Regions from separate parts of the Urocitellus parryii genome. Here region 2 is linked to region 1. Evidence: chromatin contacts called from public Hi-C data. All regions are on one chromosome and are shown on one strand. Each heading gives the region's core, a stretch centred on a gene start, on an enhancer-like site or on the middle of the called end of the contact. The rest is flanking DNA. Distances are from core to core; before and after follow the strand shown.

Region 1 (6,908 bases), core at 1,517-4,016:
CTATTTCTCTACAGCAGAAGTTATTTTCATTTTTAAAAAATGGCTATATAGTATTACATGTGTGAATTTTTCATAGTCTTAGGTCTTAGAGATGCACATGTGTGTGGTTTCCAGTAAATGTTACTAAAAATAACGCTGCACTTAATATACCTGTACTCAAGCATTTACATGTGGGTGGGTTACCCAGCAGGACACATTTCCATAAACCATAAACCATAAACCGGGTATCTGAGGATCTTGGTTCTGTAGGTGGCATTGCCCAGGGCCCTCTCATGCATGGGCTTGCACCACTCTACACACTGTATCATTTATGAGAATGCCTCAGCAGAGTGAGTTGTCAAAGTTTTGGAGTTTTGCCACTCTGGTGAGTTATGCTGTTAACATTTAGCGTCTGTTCTTCAGTTTCTTCCTGTGTGTACATGCATGGACATGTGCACACTCCTGAAGACTTCTGTGTTGAGGGCCACAGTCGGGATGACCATGGCATTTTGCCAGAAGGGAATGGGTGAGAGGTGAAGCCAGTGAGTCATTGAGATGATGATGGTTATGTTAAGCTGTGTATTCAATTGTATATAGACCTTTACTGTCCAGCAATAGGGAGGCTCTTGCTGCCTCGGTTGCCCACTACTTTGGAGTTCCCGTGAAGTTCTCCTGGATCAGAGAGTTGGGGCGGAGCCGGGTGGAGAGCTAAGAGAGTTCCCAGGGAGTGTGCGGGAGTGCTGGTGGAGTTCAGGCAATAAAGTTTCCTGTTTGAACATACAAGTGCTTTGTGTCAGCTCGGTGATTTATGCCCAGCCAGACCGCGGCACTTCTGTTCACCAGTCCTCAGCCTTATCTGCCTTTCCTGCCTTCTCCCTTACACAGCATCGTCAACTAGTAGGCCACACAGCCATGGCAGAGCTAATGAATGATGACCATGATTCAGAACTTTGTTTCCAGTCCTCTTTCTCCTCTCTGCAGTCATTGTGTGCTGAACAGTTTGACTTTCTGCCTTCTGGAGGACTCACTTGATTTTGAACATCATTTCTCTTTGAAAGGTATGTAGAGCAGGCTGTGCCCTCTCTGTATTACTCCACGATGTATAGAATAGCAATTTTCAGGCTTTGCCAAAAGCTTTGTTACTTCATTTTGTAAAGCCGTAGTTTGCCATAAGCTGCTCAATTTTGAGTGGAAGGACTCTACACCCTCTCTGTACAAGTAGACAACCTCCATATGCTGGGTGTAGTCCTATCACAAGAATTGATAAGTAAATTAATCATGCTAATAATGATTACCCAAGAACTTGTCAAATCAATCAGAAGCACACGGCTGCATAGAAGCATGTGGATACATGGGTGCATCAAACTCCTACTGGAAAACCAGGCCCACAAGCTTGTCAAAGACACCAGACTACCAAATGATGCCTCCTCACTTGAGACCCACAAAAAGAGAGGCACCCTGACCCTGTCACCCAGTCACTCCTTGATGACAAGCTCAGGAAAATTACCATAGCAACCAATTCTGAATTACTGTCCTTGGGCTTCAGCAGAGTGGTTTCTTCTGCCTGTGAGGCTCACACAGCCCACTCCAAGCTGCCATCTCAAGCTGACACTCCAATATGACACTAATACTGCTGCCTTCTGGATCTTAGCTTAGACTAAGTTCTGTGCTTTGTCAGCTCTGGGCCCTCAACAAGTCCTTTGGCTGGTTCCTGGTCTTACCTGACACCTACAGTCAGTCTCATTCATAGCTGCTCTCTGTCTGCCTCTCAGTCAGCCTTCTAATACCATGTACTTGCCTTAACCGTTTCTTAGCCTTTTGTTAATCTACATGTATGACTGTGTGAAGTGTGATGTGTGACTTCGAGTGTTACAGATATTAGAAATTAAGATTGGAACAAATCAATCTGATTTCCTGGTTAATGAATACCAGGTGCCCACAAGTATGCGATGAACTGCTGCTGATGAAAGTGGAGTATCCTGTGAGTTTATTGTTATTCCATAAATTCTGACATTGCAGAAAGACACAAATGAGTTTGTCTCTGTTGATGACACAGCACACTTACCACAAAGGGATCCCCATGGGCCCAAGTTAGAGATTATAGTCCCAACATTTTGATTATAGCTTTTAGATGGCTGGTTTGTGATTCTTTGTGTTGCCTTCCTAGGAGTTAGAGATGTGTTGGGGCATCTTCGCGGACCGCCACCATGTCAGCCAAAGGTACTGAGTCATATGTGGCAAATGACAGCGAATGCTAAGAGGACAAAGACGACACGGAGCCCTTAGTGGAAAAGGTCCTTTCACCCACGGCCCCAGCAGCCTTTGCACTTCTTTTTTGCCCTCCCTACCCCCTCGGTGCCCGCGTTCTCCCTCCCCGCGACCCCAGCCTAAAGGTCCAGCCCTCACGTCCCACCTCCCGCCACCGCCCAGCCCCTTAGGGCCAGCTTTCCAAAAACCCTGCCGACAGGCCCCGCCTCCTGCACGCCAGCCTACGTCCTCAGACCCCGTCTCTCGCCACGCCCCTGCCCTTGGGTCTCGCCCTCCACGCTCCTCCCTCTGCCCCTCCTCCTATCACGCTCTCCACGCATTAGGTCCCGCTCTCCACGCCCTGCCCTTAGACCCCGCCCCCTCCCCGCCCACCCCCCACGGCTCCCTCGGCCCAGCCCTTCACGTTCCTACCCTTCGGTTCCGCTCCGAGGGGGACGTCGACGTCAGCACGCCGGGGCGGGGCCGAGGGGGACGCGCGCGTGGAGCGCTGGGGCCCGCGGCAAGCCGCTGGCTTCCAGCAGTCGCGCGTAGCTTTCTACGACCGGAGCCCTTTATCCGAGCCGCCTCCGCACCTGCGCGGCGCTCCGGGCGGAGTGGGCCGCGCCGGCCGTCATGGCGCACCGCTGCCTGCTGCTGTGGGGCCGCGGCGGCTGTCGGCCCCGCGGTCTCCCGCCGCTCTTCGTTCCCGGCGGCGGCGCGGGCCCCGGCGAGCGGCCCTGCCTGCGAAAGGTGAGTCCCGGCTCCCGCCCTGCGCCTCTCCTGGGCCTGCTTCCGGCCCGGAGGCAGCGTCAAGGTCACCGCCCCGCGGCGCGCGGGCCCTGGAGAGCCGGGCCGGCCGCGACTGGCACCCGCGTGTGCCGTGTGCTGTCCGCCGGACACGCTTGTGTCCAGAGGATCGGAGGCTGCGCTCGGTGAGCAGCCCGGCGCCGTCTGGCCCTTGGCGTGAAGAAGCCGCCTCGCCGCGTAGGGCCGTGCGCCGCACTGCGTAACCGCGCCGCCCTCGGGGCGTTGGGGGCGAATGCCAGCCCGCTAGGCCCGCGCGCGGCGGCCAGGGGTCTTTCTGAAGAGATGGTAGTGCTTGACAGCCGTGCAGTCACCTGCCTCTGGTCCAGGTCAGCAGTGTCCTACACAGCTTCCTGCTGCCGGCTCCAGCCAGCGCTGGTTTACCGGAGGTACGCAGCAGGTGGTCGAGGCCCTGGGCTCCATCGCTGGAACTTGGGTGGCCACTTACTAGCCAGATGCCCTTGAGGAAGTTGGCTCAGCCTTTCCACTTAAATGGGGGAAGTAATAGTACCGGGTCCCTTAGTATCCGCAGGGAATTGATCCCAGGACCCCGAGGGTACCAGAGCCCAGGGATGCTCTGAGTGTTTGCATATATCCTGCCCATGGTCTCCCATATACTTATTTTTTTTAAAGAGAGAGAGAATTTTTTTAATATTTATTTTTTAGTTTTCAGCGGACACAACATCTTTGTTTGTATGTGGTGCTGAGGATCGAACCCGGGCCGCACGCATGCCAGGCGAGCGCACTACCACTTGAGCCACATCCCCAGCCCTCCCATATACTTTAAATCATCTCTAGATTACTTATACTATTACAATGTAAATATTATATAAATAGTATACATCGTGGTGTATAGGGAATGACAAGGAAAAAAGTTCTTTATAGATGCTATCCCTCTTCCCCCGTTCCCATAATGTTTTCAGTCTGCCATTGGTGGAATCCAAGGATGTGGAGAGCTGATTGTACTTGCATTTATGATATTTACTTGCATGCCAGTCTTGTATTTATTCCGTAGTTCTCTTCATCTTTTTTTCCTATTCTCTACTGCGTTGCACTAAGCCTTTTTCAGTTTCTTGTATTGTGTCCATTTTCTTCTTTCCTGGTTTAGATTTTTTTCCTTTTGCTCTAGTGGACGTTGGTCTCAAACATACAATGGGCAGGTAGGAATCTACCTGGTGAGTTTGCAGTTTTTATGGCAGGAATCTTACCTAAAATACCTTTCTTTGCAATGGCACTGTTGGCCCTGGGAATCACCAGTGCTGAAATAGAAGGAAGTCCTTTGTGCTGACAGCTACAGCTAATGGATTGGGAGAGTAGTCTGTGCCATATTCCCTAGCGTTGAATGGGGGACACTGGGGCATTACTGTGCTACCTATGAGGGAGTCTCATAGGACAGGTTTTCCTTCATGCTACTGTTGAAGATCAGACAGGAGTATTATTCTCACAGTATGGTCCCTTGGAAAAAGATTTTGATGTGTTGAGATACCAGTTCTCAAGTGTTACACCTCGGGGAAAAGACTGATAAAGCAACTTCATATTGTCAAACATAGAAGCTGATCCTCTGAGGTGAAGTGCTCTAAGCATAAATTTTGTGAATTGGTGTCTCATGTTCTTTGACAAGACACCCTGGGCTTGGGTTGGGTATGCAGAGGAGAAAAGCTTCATTGATGATTCTGTTATAGAAAATAACCTCAGTGAAAAATGCGGTCATGGGGATTATCACTAGGTTAGTAGGAATATTCCATGTCAACGCAATTTGAAAATAGAGCATATAGGGGCTTCTTAATTCAACAAATATTTATGGAGTGCTTACCATATGCCCAGTTCTTGTATGATAAAGAACCTTTTGTATTACCTCCATGCCATTCTGATTCCATTATCAGGCAGCCCTCCATATCCCAGGGTACACTGGAAACAAACCTATTTTTTTAAAAATAGCATTTGTACTCAATAGATATAGGTTTTTTTGTCATTCTTCCCTAGACAATATAGTATAACAACATTTGACATAAAATTTACATTGTATTATTAAAAGTAATTTGAGGTGATGTGAAGTATACAGGAGGATGTGTATAAGTTTTAGGCAAACATTGTACCATTTTATATAAGGGACTTGAGCATCTGTGGACCAGGGGATCCTGGAACCCCTGAGGAAACTGAAAGATGAGACTACAGGTTTTATATTTTACAAAAATACAAATTTGTAACTGATTTGTTCTCAGCATTTTCTTCCTTGTGCTTCTGAGTTTCCTAGGAGTGGAAACTGGTTCTGATTACCCTTTGGACTCCCCACACCGAGTAGTTGTTCAGGGCATGAGTGTGAGTTGTTGACTTGTCCTGCTTGAAAGACATTGTAATCTATACTCTTAATGAAATTGGCACTGGGAAAAGCTTTATTCACTTATGATGTGTTCTTATCCAGTACCAGTGATTATTTCACAGATCATGTGTTTCCATGGCTTGGAAGGTCCAAATACACCATAAGCTCCAAATTCTCTCATATCAGCATTGTGGTCAACTATGTATGTGTAGTGTTTTGGGCCCATTTTGAAGTTAAAATTGTGTATTTATTTTGTGTTAAATCAGCTCATTCTTTTTTTTTTCTTTTTATTGGTGCATTGTAATTATACATAATAAACCAGGCATGGTGGTGCATGCCTGTAAGTGACTCAGGAAGCTAAAGTGGCAGGATCACAAGTTTGAGTATAGCCAGGGCAGCTTAGTAAGGCCTTCAGCTATTTAGTAAGACCCTGTCTTTAAAGAAAAAAAAAAAAAAAAGAGGGGGCTGGGGATGTAGTTCAATAGTAAAACACCCTGGGTTCAAATTCCAGTACCCACTCCCCAAAATTATTTATAATGGTGAGATTCATTAGATTCTTTTTCATTGTGCCACATTCATACATGTACATAATAACATAGTTTGATTAATCTCATTCCCCAATACTTTTCCTTTTCCTCTCTTTCCTCCCCCTCATTTTAAAATTTATTTTTTATTGACATTTTTATTCACATACCATAAAATTCATCATTTTAAAGTGTACATTTTGGGAGTTTTAAGATATTCACAAGGTTGTACCACCATCACTACTATCCCTAATTCTAGCACAGTTTCATCACTCCAGGAAAGCCCTATAACCATTAGCAGTTACTCCGAGTTTCACCCTAACCTCTTCCCAGGTCTGGGCAACTCCTAATCTACTCTATGGACTTGACTTTTCTGAACATTTCACACTAATGGAACCATAAAATATGTGATCTTTTGTGTCTGCTGGCTTTCACTGAGCCTATTTGCAAAGTTCATCTATGCACTGGTATTTCAGTACTTTTTGTGTGTGAATGTGATTCCATTGTATGGATATATCACTTTTTATCTGTTCACCAGTTGATGGACATTTGAGTTGTTCTTCTTTTAACTATTATGGATAATGATGCTCTGAACACTTCTATAAAGCTTTTGGGAGGACATACATTTTCAGGTTTTTATTTTTTATTTTTTATTTTTTTTAGTTGTAATTGAACATAACATCTTTATGTATTTATGTTTATGTGGTGCTGGGGATCGAACCAAGGGCCTCGCCCATTCGAGGTGAACCCTCTACCGCTGAGCCACAACCCCAGCCCTCAGTTTTGTTTTGTTTTGTTTTGTTTAATAGGAATGGATTTGCTGGATGCTGTGGTAACTACATTTAACATTTGTGAATCTGCCAAACTGTTTTCCATTGTGGCTTCGATATTTCACCTTATCACTGGCAATGTACCAGGGCTCCCATTTCCCCACTTTCTTACCACCACTTGTCTTTTTTTATTATAACCATCCTAGTGGATGTGATGTGGTTTTATTTAGTTTGCAGTGTTTTATTTTTCTCATCACACTATAA
Region 2 (6,908 bases), core at 1,247-3,746, 240 kb after region 1:
AAACAATTTATTTAACAAAATCTCTGTGATTTACATCTTATCATTGCATCAACTCCAAAAGTGAGGAAATAATTCATGGGCCTGTAGTGGTGCTTTTGAAAATAATATTTGATTCATAAAAAATGTACATTCATATAGTATGAAATGAACATATTTTAAGAAAGTTCAAGCATATACAAGAATTGTTTAATCTTACAAAAAATATTTTAATGGGAATATCTGCACTACAAAAGTGTCTTCAACATACCAAAGAATTCAACACTAAGCTATTTTTTGAGTTCTAATTATAATTTTCCAGTCCAAAGAGGGTTTAAGACACATGCTGTACTCACATCAGGCAGGCTTTGCGAAACCAAGCGATGAGAGGACACCCGACCTGCTAAGGGCCTGTGACAGAAGACTCTGGGCAATCGACAAGAGTCCCGTAGAGCAGACTTCTGAACAACACCCCGGCAAATATACTTTAAAAAACTTACTATGAAGGTCAGTCCTCATCTGCCTATGCTTCTTTTTTCCTTAAACATTCATTCACACTGGAAAACATGTTATCTATGTGTACTTGGTGGTGAATCTTTCAAAGAGCTTGGAAAAGTCCCTATTTTCAGAAATACCGGAATTCTCTTAGGGAGAAATCTTCCAGTGAATGAAGGAGAATTTTAAAAACTTACAAGTATTTAACATAGTTTAATTTAATTGCCAAGCAAAATAAGTGCAATTCTCCCTGTTCTGAGCCCAAGCAGAGTGGAGAAGGCCTGCTTTGCTCTTCAGCCAGACACACAGCCTTGGGAAATGACCCAGCCCCGAATGCAGTTCAGACCCCCAGCCCTAGCTGGCTCCCCTTCCCACACTTCCAGCTGGCCGGAGGAACATGCCTTGTTTGCATGGCTAAGTCAAACATTACAACTTGTATTTTTAAGGTTTTTAAAGTTGTTACTTTAAGACAAATAACAAATGAAAATAATTAGAACTTAAAATAATTAGAACTAATTTTATTTCATTTTTGGTTGTTAAAATAAAAATGAAACCTATAAACATACAGTCCCAAGGTTTCCCCAGACCAATCAGCTGTTCTTTGGCAATGTTAGGTGTGTAAAATGACTATCATGCTAATTAACATACTTTAAGGAGAAGTCTGATTAAAGTGATGACATCGTGAAATAACTAGGAAACTGTCAAACATTACATCTAAGTCCTTTAAAAAACTCTCTGTAAATAGAAAATATAAATGAACAAATTTATTTTTCCCAATAAATTAACTTTTGTGGCATTTTTTCCAGTTACACAAACTCCATTATCACATGAAAATTTATAGAATGTAAACAGCAAGAGAATATTATTTTAAGATCTAAGATAATTTTAGAGTAAGTTATGAGAACAAATAGTCAATTGTAGTCTTGCTTTGATGGCAAAAACCAAACAAATCAAAATCGAAAGAAAGGCTATACAGAAACAGCACTGCCGACTGAACGAAGTGTTTATAGCTGTGTAATCAAAATAATCATCCCCTTCTTTAATTCTCACGGACCACCTGTCACTCGGTGTGCCACCAAACACGCGACACACGCGCACACACACACTTGGCCTCGGATGGGACCCTCCTCGGTAGGCAGCGTCACCGAGGGGCCGAGATCCACGCCCACCACTCAACCAGTTCTGTTAAAAGGCGGCTATAAAAATACACGTCACCACGAGCGGCAGCTGCTGGGCGGAGGCGGCCTCGCGGGCCTGTCCGCGGGCCTCCTGCGGCAGCCTCCGGCCCGTCACACCTGGTCGCGCAGGCGGGCCAGTCTCTGCGACAGCTCGTCCTGCTCGGCCGAGGCCACGCTGGTGCCCACGGAGCCGGTCTGGCCCTGCGGCAGCTCCATGTTGAGGTCGAGGCCCGCCTCGTCTGCCATCTCCTGGAGCAGCAGGTCCACCTGATTCTGGGGAGTGGTCAGCGTCGTCGTACTGCTCATCGTGTCCTCCATCTGCTGCGTCTGGACGTCCAGGGTCTCGAACTGGTGCTCGAACTTGTCCATCAGCGCGGAGATCTTCTCCAGGTTCATGGTCTTCAGCGTCGCGTCCATGGACTTGACCACGCCGGCCATCGACTTGGTCACCTTGCCCATGGTCACGGCCGTCTGCACGCGGGCGGCCACGGCGTCCACGCGCGCGCTCATCCTTAGGAAGTTCACGGCCTGGTTCTTCTGGCGGATGGCGTTCTCGGCGTGGATCCGGGCCACTTCCATGTTGCCCTTTTGGATGGCCTTCTTGATCTTGGCCTTTTCGGCCTTCTCCTCCTTATCGCACTTCTTGGCACTCCTGCTCAGTTCTTTGGCGGCGAACTTCAGGTTGAACAGGTGCTTCTCCATGTTGGACATGGCGGGACGCCGCCTCGGGGTCGGCGGCCAGGGCCCGGGCTTGCGCGGAAGCGAGGCGAGGAGAGGCAGGTCCGCTCCCGGCAGCCGCTCCTTTGTTTTGGTCCTACTTCCTGCTTCCACCGCGCGCGACGCAGACGGTGACGTCAGAACTAGGCGCCGGGGCGGGGCCTGCGGGACCGGGACTGCGAGCCGAAGGGAGCCAGGGGCGTGCCCTGCGTGGCGCGAGGCGCGGAGAGGAAGGGCGGGGTGACGGGTCGGAGGGCGCCGGGGGAGGGGTCTGCGTGACGCACGGCGCCTCGGGCGGAGCTGGCTGGACCGCCGACGCCCGCGCTGTGCGCGTCGCCCATTTACTGACCCGAGCGCTGGCTCCGCGTGGCTTGAGAAGCGTTAGCCCGTTTCCAACTTCACCGGAGCGGCGCTCGCAGACGCTGGCGTAGGAGTACGTCCTCTGACGTAAGCGGCTACGCTCGGACCTGCACGCCAACGCAGCCAGGCGCCAGGCCCGCCGGGCTTCGGCAGAGGGTCTGGCCGGGGCTGGAGACCCGCAGGAGACCCGGCGAGGTCAGCCGGTGGGAGCTCTCTGATTGACGTGGGCGCTCTCTGATTGACGCGGGCAGCTCCGCTTTCTCAGGGGAACCTGAGACGGTGGATGAAGGCAGGGTCCGCGCTGACCCACGGTTTGCGCTGCAGAGCGCGGCGGGTGGGAAACCTCAAAACCGAGGCGCTCCGACTTCAGCAACCATCACCCCAGGTCGGCCCGTGGCTGAGGAATAAGAAGACCTGGCTTCTGCTGACACGAGTCTGTCTTTTTGATGTTTTATAAAATACCCAAGGAACTTCAGTCACATTCCAGGTTGACAGGCAGAGGACGGCGAGGTCCGGAACCCCGCACACGGGCATGAGTCACAGCTGTCACTGGGTATCTTCCCCTTTAACAGTAAATGCAGCTTTTGGATGGCAGCAGTGCGCACCGTGACTTTTCCCATTAGAAAAACCCCTCCCACGTAGCAAGAACGAAAGGCAAGGGACGTCCAACCTGTCCGGATGACCTAGGCTGCAGGGAATACTCAGAGGATCCTGTTTACAAGTCATTTCCTCTAGAGTCTCCATATCTCTGGGGCTTCTTGGGCTAGTTTCCCAGTCAGTTCAAGGGGTGCCAGTGCCGGGTGCATCCCCTTGAAGCACAGCTCTGATGATATCTCTTGCTCCAGACATGCAGGTTACACTCCTATGGGGCATCCTGGCTCCTTTCTTTTGCTGCCCGATGCCAGTCAAACCAGGCGGAAGCATGGAAGCTGCTAGTCGGTTGAGTCACTGGACCAAGGCAGAGGATGAGACATGTTGCTCCTCCCCATGTCCTGGGTTTTCTGTCCACCACTTTGCCACCTCCTCCATGAAGCCTTCCCAGGACTCCCTCATGTCCCCTGAGTGCTGCTACTTTTTCTGTGTGGATACCACAGCACAGGGCATATGCCTGGCTCACAACAATTATACATGAGCTACTTGGACGCAAAGAATATTCTCATTTTGATTGCATGTGGACTACTACAAGTGCTCAGAACACCCCAGGCACTGTGTGCAGTAAGGCTTTGCTGATTCCAGCTGTCACAGATAGGGGCTGGGACATGACCCTAATTAGCAGCTTAACAGATTCCCCTGCCTCAAAGCAGAACTCTTTCTCCAGAGAAAACTTCTAGAAATGTGATATAGAAATGAGTAAGAGGGAAGAAATCTCTCTGAAGTGGGGATGGAGCGTGGAGGGCCCCTTCTCTTCTCACCCTCCCCTCCTTTCAGCTCCCTGGCTCTTCTTTCAGTTTGCAAAAACAGTTTAACAAACATGTTTTGTGGGGATTTTTTTTTTTTTTTTTTGGTACTGGAGATTGAACCCAGAGGCACTCTACCACTGAGCTACATTCCTAGCCCTTTTTATTTTTTTATTTTGAGATAGAGTCTTACTAAGTTGCCCAGCGTGGCCTCAAACTTGCAATCTTCCCACCTCAGCCTCCTGAGTAGCTGGATTTGCTGGTGTTCACTATGCGTACCTTCTTAATAACAAATTCTAATTAGGTGAGATGGTTTGGAATATAATCATGAGAGATGATGATGATTGTGACAACTACCATTTATTAAGGACTATGTGCCAGATATTGTTCTAGGTGCTTTCCACGACTTAACTCGCAGCCCCTGTGAGGTGGATACTGGTAACATTGCCAGCCTGCAGATCAGGGAAGGGAAGCACAGAGCCCAAAGGAATTTGTCCAAGACCACACATCTGGTTACATGGCAGAAACCAGGTTCCGTGGATGTGTGAGGACCAGGAACAAAACAATGGGGCATCTGTTCCAGGTAGGTTAGGGAAAACAGAGGATGCTCACTTGGCCTAAAAGAGGGAGGCGACTCAGCAGCTGTCGTGTTGAGAAGAAGGAGGGTTGTGTGGACTGTAGGGACTGCAGGGTCAATGTTCGCTGCAGTGTAGCTGCTAAAAGAAGGTGCCACCACCTGAAGCTGCTCATGGAATGCCCGGGCCCCACCCTGGCTGGACAATGTACAAAGAAAGGGGCAGAGTTCAGAAGCCAGTCAGAGACGGGGTGACAGACCTGGAGGAGAAGGCTCAGTCACCTTGGCCCCTGCTGTCCCCACCCTTCTGGGGAAGTAGCCAAGCCCTGCCTCTAGTCCCTGCCCTCAGGGGTCCCACCTTGCTAGCAGGATCTGGAGCAGGTTTTCCCTCTGAGCTCTCCATCTCCTTGGCCCAGGATAATCTGTGACACAAGACCCTTCGCAGCTCCTCAGGGTGACTCAACTCAGTCCTTGCCCCCAAAATCTCCTCATCTCCACTTAGCCATGGCACCCCCTCCATGGGTTCTTCAGGTCAGAGTCTTAGGAACCCCCTGATGAGGCCTCACCCACATCTGTGTCTAACGCATCTCCATCTCCACGTGTTTCCATTCTCTGCCCCCCGCTGGAGGTGACAGCCTTAAGCCTGTCTTACACTCGTGTGTGTGTGTGTGTGTGTGTGTGTGTGTGTGTGTGTGTGTGTAACGAGCAAAGGGAAGATTATTTGGTAATTACTGTCAAAAGAGACTTCAGGCCTATGACAGTTAAGATTGCTCCTAAGAACCTGCAGGATCTAATATGGGGGATGAAAGTGTAGTTCAAACCACTGGATAGCCGTGGCTGTGGCTCCCGGCACCCCTAGCCAAGCAGATCTTTCTCAGTGAAGAGAAGTAATGTTCTGTTAGACTGCCAACATTTCCAGAAAGCTGTGAGTCAAACCAGTTAATTATTTTCATTATAACATGTTAGGAAATATATGGTATAATTTGGAACTTTTATTTCCCTCTTTTTGAACCCATATAGGTGTTTAATCTTCAGATACACAGGTAGGATATGAGATCCGATTTCATTGGGAAAGAATGAATCATTTGCTAAATCTAAAGACATTAAAAAAAAAGGAGAAAATACAAAATTTAATTTTGTCCCATGTGTTAAAATATTTCAGGAGCCTGGGCTTGGGCTGAAGCTCAGTGGTATAGCATGAGGCCAGTACACGTGAGACCCTGTGTGTTTCAGATTCTCTCAGCCACCGAGTCCTCCCCACCACGACTGCACCCATGTGGCTCTGTAGGTGTCCTAGCTCTGCAACAGCCCTTCCTTCCCCCAGCATGGGGCATACTGGCTTACCACTTGTCCCTGTCCTTCTGCAACATAGCAGATGCTCCATGAGCTCCTGCTGAATGCGTGAATGCAGGTAAAGGAAACAGTTCTGTGTACACAGCCACTTGGTGACCATTTCAAGGACTGTGACTACGTGTATGTGTGTCATATGATACATGCATGTGTTGATATATCCCATATGTCACACACATGTACACATGTATCTAAATTTCCCCCATATCACTGTTCTTTTCCAGTGCTAGGGATCAAACCCAGAGCCTCAGGCATGCTACAGAAGCACTGTACCCCTGAGCTGCATCCCATCATTCATCCATCTACCATCGGTCTGCCTATCTGTCACCTTTTTATACAGGAACACAGCTGTAATTCAAAACCCTAAGACTCCTCAAAGTTTATACAATCTCATGGTCACTACACTCAGTTTATGTTAGCATGATGTCAAGTTTAACCAATAAAAGCAAGGAAGCATCAGCAGGGAACAGAGCCGAGGCATGACAGTGGCCGGCACTGCTTTGTCGCTCCTCAGAGGCCTGGTGACTCGGTTCTGGATGGAGAAACCTGCTCCAGGAGCCCTGAAGGCCTAGTTTGGCATCTACCACTATACTAACAGAGGGATCTACTTCTCTTCCCTGAACAACTTACTGATTTGGTAAGTTTGGGATGGAATCTAAATGCCCTGCTCCTCTAAGACAGTTCAGAATTTCTTTTGGCACTGAGTAAAAGCAGTGACCCCCTGACCCTGGGCCTTCATGGTGGGCAGGCTTTATTCTGTCTTCCTTGGAGTAAAGAAAAATCTGACTGGGCATGGTGGTACAAGCCTATAATCCCATCCCAATGTGGGAGGCCAAGGCAGGAGGACTGCAAGTTACAGGC

The links. A called contact is a pair of places that touch in the nucleus more often than the background predicts.
Region 2: a contact with region 1 is called in a Hi-C map of muscle, with 6 times the contacts expected there. The contact joins the promoter of Chmp1b here to the promoter of Afg3l2 in region 1. A contact is called at or near these places in 2 of 2 Hi-C or Micro-C datasets (liver and muscle).

Annotation. Positions count from the first base shown.
Region 1 is chr13:59,540,020-59,546,927 of mUroPar1.hap1, forward strand. It overlaps Afg3l2 (AFG3 like matrix AAA peptidase subunit 2), which reads left to right and starts at 2,767. Exons shown (of 18, transcript XM_077792276.1): 1 at 2,767-2,976. The coding sequence starts at 2,860.
Region 2 is chr13:59,785,069-59,791,976 of mUroPar1.hap1, forward strand. It overlaps Chmp1b (charged multivesicular body protein 1B), which reads right to left and starts at 2,497. Exons shown (of 1, transcript XM_026415495.2): 1 at 524-2,497. The coding sequence starts at 2,360. The coding sequence ends at 1,761. The region is part of intron 5 of Gnal (G protein subunit alpha L); the gene reads right to left.